2 separate regions of the Oryctolagus cuniculus genome follow, and region 1 is linked to region 2. The links are chromatin contacts, called in public Hi-C maps. All regions are on one chromosome and are shown on one strand. Each heading gives the region's core, a stretch centred on a gene start, on an enhancer-like site or on the middle of the called end of the contact. The rest is flanking DNA. Distances are from core to core; before and after follow the strand shown. Region 1 holds the start of SHLD1 (shieldin complex subunit 1). Region 2 has its middle 39 kb from the start of SHLD1.

Evidence for each region. Hi-C and Micro-C count contacts between places; a contact is called where the count stands out from the background.
Region 1: a Hi-C map of liver shows a contact between it and region 2, with 2.5 times the contacts expected there. The contact joins the promoter of SHLD1 here to the enhancer-like site in region 2. A contact is called at or near these places in 2 of 6 Hi-C or Micro-C datasets (liver and psoas muscle).

Annotation. Positions count from the first base shown.
Region 1 is chr11:30,654,531-30,658,265 of mOryCun1.1, forward strand. It overlaps SHLD1 (shieldin complex subunit 1), which reads left to right and starts at 2,011. Exons shown (of 4, transcript XR_011379986.1): 1 at 2,011-2,066.
Region 2 is chr11:30,616,016-30,619,641 of mOryCun1.1, forward strand. No RefSeq gene overlaps it. Among named protein-coding and RNA genes, the nearest start is that of SHLD1, 39 kb to the right of the region's middle. Within about 2 kb of position 2,341, at least 1 of the 8 cell types and tissues checked has an H3K27ac peak or open chromatin away from gene starts, as enhancers often do.

The sequences.
Region 1 (3,735 bases), core at 761-3,260, 38 kb after region 2:
AGGCTCTGGGATAGTGTAAGGAGACAAGGGTGGGGGCTTCTAAATCTTGTTAAGAAGCTTGGGCTTTCGTCTAAGAGCACAGGAGTGGTGTACTTAAAATTCCACATAAAAAAAAAGATAACTCTGGGCTGATGCTGTGAAGTAGTGGGTAAAGCTGCCACCTGCAGAGCCAGCATCCCTTATAGGCACAGTTTGAATCCCAGCTGCTCCACTTGTGATTCAACTCCCTACTAATGTGGTTGGAAAACAGTAGAGGGTGGCCCAAGTGCTTGGGCCCCTGCACCTGCATAGGAGCCCCGGAAGAAGCTCCTGGTTCCTGGCTTTGGATCAGCTCAGCTCCAGACATTGCAGCCATTTGGGGAGTGAAGCAGCAGATGGAAGACCTCTCTCTGCCTCTCCTTCTCTCTGTCTGTAACTCTGCCTCTCAAGCAGATAAATAAATCTTTAAAAAAAAATCTCTTTGTTGCTTTGCCTTTCAAATAAATAAATAAATAAATCTTTTAATAAGGGGCCAGTGCCGTGGCTCACTTGGTTAATCCTCCGCCAGTGGGGCCGGCATCCCATATGGGCGCTGGGTTCTAGTCCTTGTTGCTCCTCTTCCAGTCCAGCTCTCTGCTGTGGCCCAGGAGGGCAGTGGAGGATGGCTCAGGTGCTTGGGCTCCTGCACCAGCATGGGAGACCAGGAGGAAGCACCTGGCTCCTGGCTTCAGATTGGCATAGCTATAGCCGTGGCGGCCATTTGGGGGGTGAACCAACAGAAGGAAGACGCTTCTCTCTGTCTCTCTCTCTCACTGTCTATAACTCTACCTGTCAAAAAAAAAGTTATCTAAAGTGCAAGACTCCTAATTTTGGGGTGTAATCCAAATGTGGGATCTATAGGAGGCTATCAGTATATATGACTCTTTCAGGAAGGTAGTGAAATGGGGAAAAAAGAGAAACCCTCAGTCTTGTGGAATGAAGTTTATGGAAAATCATTGTTTTGGAAGCACTGACAGCACTAAACCCCAGGGATCAGAGCAAACCAGCACGGGGCCATTCATGATAAGTGCTAAGCAATCAAACTTCCCTTGGGAAAGGAGTCAGTCTCCAAGACACTGAAAATTCCAGTCAACCTGAGTCAGTGTAATAAGGAAGTCCCCACAGTCTTAAACACACAAGGAAAGTAATTTTGCTGTTTTTTTTTTTTTTCCTATTTTCTTCAGTCTTTTAAGCCAACCTCCTCTGCTTAGTGCTTTGGGGCACTACTTATCAAGATGAAGGTTTTTTTTTTTCTTTTTTTTTTCTTTTTTAAAGATTTATTTACTTGTTTGAAAGGCAGAATTACAAGAGAGGCAGAGACAGAGAGAGGTCTTTCATCTGCTGGTTCATTCACCAGATGGCCAGAACTGCGCCAATCTGGAGCCAGGAGCCAGGAGCCAGGAACCAGGAGCTTCTTCCGGGTCTCCCACATGGGTGCAGGGGTCTAAGGACTTGGGCTATCTTCTACTGCTTTCCCAGGCCATAGCAGAGAGCTGGAATGGAAGTGGAGCAGATGGGACTCGAACTGGTGTCCACATGGAATGCCAGCACTGAAGGCGGCAGCTTTACCTACTACACCACAGCACGGGCCCCACAGATAAAGTTGTTATAGTTTTGTCTTTCCACAGTCCTTTCTCTGTGGTACTTCAGTTCTGGCAGTTGTGAACAGCTTCCTGGAAGCATAAATATATTAAAATATTTCCAACCTCTGTTAATTTATTTATAATGTAATATTTATGTATAATAACGTATTTATAACGTAATATTTAAATTTCAAAAATATTTACAAATATTTTTCCTGTTCCTTTGGTGCTTACCAAGCACACTTATCAATAAGCCTCCTCTAGAAATTGCCTAAATAACCACGGGCCGCAAATTTCACTGGCCTCGCAAGTGCCCTCAGTTAAGATGGCCGCGCCTGCTTGCTATTATTCTTGCCTGCCCACAGCAAGGATGGTTCCGGGGACATTTTTTTTCAAATCTTTCTTTTCCCAAAACAATGATGGCGTCTCCACTTCCGGTTCCGGTCTCTTGCTGTTGGCAGCGCGGTGAGTGTTAATTGTAGCCTGACGCATTTTCTGTGCCAGATTTCAGTGGACTGGGGAGTGCCCAGGGAAGGGGGCCGGGAGGAGGTCGCTGCGATGTGTCCCATTCTCTCAGAATAGCGAAGACATGGCGGCTTCCCCTGGCTCACGATCATTTCCCGCCGGCTCCTCAGCCCCCTCCGCCCCTGCACTTGGCCGCTGCAGCTTCCCCTTTGGGGAATCTCCGGAATTCACAGGCGCTGGGTCTGGATTAGATTCCGTTCCTCTTCTTTTTTTTTTTTAAACAGCTTTTTTGAGGAATTTCTCTTCACATGCTGTAAGGTTTCCTCATTCAGAATGTAAAATCCAGTGAGTTTTTGTACAGAGTTGTGCAGCCTTTCCAATTTTAGAATATTTTCCATCACCCCAAATAAATCCCCACCCATTAGCGGTCACTGTCCGCTCATCACGACCCCTCAGTGCTAAACAGCAACTGATCTATTTTCTGTCGGTATAGATTTGCCGATTTGGGCAAACAGAATCATGCATTGTGTGGCTGGCTCCTTTCTCTGAGGGTAATGTTTTTAATTGTCATAATGGCAAGTATCAGAACTTCATTCCTTTATTACTGAAAACTGTTTCAATTAATGAATGTACTATATCTTGTTTATCTATTAATCAGTCAATGGATATTTGGACTACTTTCTCTTATTGTCTATTATGAAGAAAGTAGCTAAGAGTGTGCAGTTATCTTGTGGCCATATGTTTTAATTTCTCTTCGGCAAACACCTAGGAGTAGAATTGTCAGATCAAAGTGTAACTCTGTGTTTAGCCTTTTGAAGAACTGCCAAACTATTTTCCAAAGTGCCTGCATCATTTCATGTGTTTGTACTCAGATACACATTTGTCCAGTGTTGAAAGCCTGGCCTCCCTCCTTTAAATCGTCTTGGCTCCCTGTGGAAAATGAGTTGACCATAACTGTAAGAGTTTACTTTAGACTTAGTTCTGTTCCATCGATCTATAAGCCTATCCTCATGCCAGTACCACACAGTAACTGTAGTTTTATAGTAGGTTTTGAAATCAGAAAATAAGACTCTTAAGTTTGTTCGTTTTAAAGATTGTTTTGGCTACTTTGGGCCCCTTACATTTCCACTGAATTTTTTAAAATAAAGATTTATTTATTTGAAAAGCAGAACAACAGAGAGAAGGGGAGAGACAGAGACATCTGCCATCTGATTCACTCCCCAAAAGTCTGCGGCAGCCAGGGCAGGACCAGACCAAAGCCAGGAACCTGGAGCATAAATCTGGGTCTCCCACATGAATGGCAGGGACCCCCATACTTGAACCACCATCTACTGCCTCTCAGTGCATTAGCAGAAAGTAGTATCGGAAGCAGAGGAGCTGGGACTTGAACCAAGCACTTCATCATGGGATGTGGGTGCCACAAGTGGCGACTTGGTCACTGTGCCAAACACCTGCTCTGCCATTGAACTTTTGGAACAGTTTTGTCAATCTCTGGGAAAAAAAAAAAACCCTGAGATATTGATAAAAATTGCAGTGATCATTTTAGGAATATTGCTGACTTAAAACATTAAGTTGTCAGATCTGTGAACATACAATGGTTTTCCATTCATTTAGGTCTTTAATTTTGAGCATCTTTTTTAGTTTTCAGTGTACCTTTTATTTAATATAT
Region 2 (3,626 bases), core at 1,091-3,590:
AAAAACATTATTTTTTCCTTTAAAAAAAAAAAAACACACACACACACACAAACACACCCTTAGGGGCCTGCATCCCAAATGGGGACTGGTTTGTGTCCTGGCTGCTCCACTTCTGATCCAGCTCTCTGCTATGGCCTGGGAAAGCAGTGGAAGATGGCCCAAGTGCTTGGGCCCATGCACCCATGTGGGAGACCTGGGAAAAGCTCTTGGCTCCTGGCTTCTGATTGGTTCAGCTCTGACTGTTTCTAGCCATTTGGGGAGTGAATCAGCAGATAGAAGACATTCATCTCTGTCTCTCCCTCTATCTGTAATTCTACCTCTCAATCAATAAATAAGATCTTAAAAAAAAAAAAAAAAAAAAACCTGTAGACAGCCATCTTCCATGCTTTTATATCTTCTTCTTCTTTCTTTCTTTTTTTTTTTTTTTAAGATTTATTTATTTGAAAGGCAGAGTTAGAGAGACACGGAGAAAGAGCTCTTCCATCTGCTGGTTCACTCCCCAGATGGCTACAATGGTCAGGGCTAGGCCAGGCCAAAGTCAGGAGCCATGAGCTTCTTTCAGGTCCCCCAAGCAGGGGCTCAAGCACTTGGGCCATCCTCTGTTGTTTCCCAGGCACATTAGCAGGGAGCTGGATTGGAAATGGAGCAGTTGGGACCTGTAATCTCACATATTGATAAGTTCTCAAAAAAAAAAAAAAAAAAAAAAAGGGCCGGCGCCGCGGCTCACTAGGCTAATCCTCCGCCTAGCGGCGCCGGCACACCGGGTTCTAGTCCCGGTCGGGGCGCCGGATTCTGTCCCGGTTGCCCCTCTTCCAGGCCAGCCCTCTGCTGTGGCCAGGGAGTGCAGTGGAGGATGGCCCAGGTGCTTGGGCCCTGCACCCCATGGGAGACCAGGAAAAGCACCTGGCTCCTGGCTCCTGCCATCGGATCAGCGCGGTGCGCCGGCCGCAGCGCGCCGGCCGCGGCGGCCATTGGAGGGTGAACCAACGGCAAAAGGAAGACCTTTCTCTCTGTCTCTCTCTCTCACTGTCCACTCTGCCTGTCAAAAAAAAAAAATAAATAAAATAAATAAAAAAAAAATTAAAAAAAAAAAAAAAGATAAGTTCTGGGGACTGTAACATGGATACATCTTCAAGGGACTGTTGTTATTCTGCATGCCACACAAAACAGCCACAATTGCAATGAAATGGGCAGAGAAGTGGTCCCCCAAAGGAGAGAATATTGGGCAAAAAGCTCATGTTTGTATCATAGCCAAAGACTGAATGGGGTGTGTGCACCCATCTCGGAGCAGTTCATTTATACTTTTATTAAACATCTGTAACAGATATTTGCGATGTCCTGTGTTAGGTTACCACCACCCATCTGATTTCAGTGCATCATCGGTGGACAGCTCATGTGCTTTGCCAGCACTTTGATCAAGCATATGTAGAAACAGAGAAATGTTTTTCTCTTTAACTTTGTATTCATGTATTTACTTGAAAGGGAGGGAGAGAGGGTGGGGGGAAGGAGAGGGGGAGGGGGAGGGGGAGGGGGAGGGAGGAGATACTCCATCTGTAACAGCTATGACTGGGTCAGGCTGAAACCAGGAGCCCAGGACTCAGTCCAGGTCTGTCTTGTGGATGGCGGAGACTGAACTACTTGAGCCAACACCTGCTGCCTACAGGGTGTGCCTTAACGGGAAGCTGGAGTGGAAGCAGAGCTGGGGCTTGAACCTGGGGACTCTGACACGGGATGCAGGTGCCCACGCCAGGTGCCCTCCTTTATTTGCTTTCTCTAAGACAGTGGAAGGCGACTGAGCCAAATCCAGGCATGACCTGAGAGTGCAGGGGAGTTACCAGCCCAGGGTTCACGCTCATCCAATGGGATCAGTGGTTAGAAGCCGCAGTCTCCACCCTCTGGCAGTGCCTGTCCGAAGTCTCCAGGGTTCCTCAAAGGACTCAGCAGGCTGGAGCCCCAGTTGCCCGCAGCAGTAACCAGCTCATTAACACAATTTGTGTGCACTTTTCTCCCTTCTCTGTCTCATTCTCTCCAGTTTTATTTCCGCCTCCTGGGGTCACTTCCCAAATCAGGCTTGTGGGAAAGCCAAGTAAGAGCTCGGGGAAACCCAAGGAGACAGCACTTACCAACGATGATTTTTAGTGCCATCGTTGACTGCACGGTCTGCCTGTCCGTGTGAGCCCATGCGGCTTGTTTACAGGCATCTGCTTTCATGAGCCAGTGTTCATTGGTCGTGGGGCAAGGACCCACGACACACGAGTCATCTCCGGCTAATGAGCTTTCTCTGCATAACACACCATTCCTGCCACGTCCTTGGCTGGTTGTGAGATTCTAGCTCAGGCCATGTGGCTAGAGAACACGAGTATCTCTAGACACGATCCTATTGGGTCACGGCACCAGAACGCCCGTGTACCTCAAATCGGGAGGAAAGGCTGTCTGAGGTCATCCCCCCAGCCTTTCAGTTCAGGCTGAGGTCAGGGTTGTTTGTTTGAGTTCTGGCAACAACCCTGGGAATTTATTTACGTGCCAAAGGAAACACGAGGACGTGGACTCCAGAAACATTGTGCCCTGAGCTGCAGAGTGCAGCACACATAACCCAGGGAGAGACACCAGCACCCTGCTCTAGACCCAACACACGCATGCGTGCGCAATGACACTCGCGGAGTCACGCATCCTTTGTTGGCCAATGGGGATATCACCGAACCCGTGTAAACTAGAGGAGTTTCAGGGAGAAGGCAAGGCGCAGATATCAAGAAGTATTTTGTCTTACCTCTTGGGTAGTGCAGTACCCCCACATCCCACCCAGCCTGCTCCTGCCACCCCCCCCCCCAATATGCACCCCGCAGCCCTTCTGTTATGAATCTTGCCTCTGCCTCCTGGTGCACCCAGGGAGCTGGGGGTGGCATGCAGCACTCCCAGGCTGCCCCCAGGCTCCTCCTACTGTTGGGGAAGTTCTAGAGAGGTGAAGATTTGCGGGAGGGGGGGGGGGAGGGGGTTATTTTTCAGGAGCGCTTCCCGGGACAGCGCCTCTGGGAGAATCAGGAAAGGAGGATAGGGCGCATAGGGGAAGTTGGGTTTTCCCTAGTATGAGCCTCAGCTGATCGCACCTGGAGAGCTGGAGCGGGGTGGCTCCTCACTGTTGTCTCAAATGGCAGCCATCGGTCATTAGGCCCAAACTAGTCCCCGAAAGACCTCGTAGCCTGTGCCAAGGCAGCCTCTGGAGGCAGCTGTGGGGGAACACTTTGGTCTTGAAGAGGGGTCCGGGCAGGCACCACCACATTCCACACAACCACTCCTGTTAATGCCACCCTGATCTTTGAAAGAGGCTCCCGTCTCACCCCCACCTTCAGTGACCTTCAGCCTTCCCACGAAATGGGAAGAGCTGCTTCTACCTTGCAAATGCAGAGGGCTGGTGGCCCAAGGAAAACACAGTGGAAAATAAAACCCATTTGCATTTCCATAAATTACCCTAGCTCACAAATGGAGTCTTTTAGAGCCTTCAAACACTTTCCCAGACCTGGTCTTATTTGATCTTCACATAAATCCTTAACATTCACACTAATCATTAATTATTCACATTAAATGTAGTAGAATTAGGTCCCATTATACAGATGAAGAGGCTGAGGTTT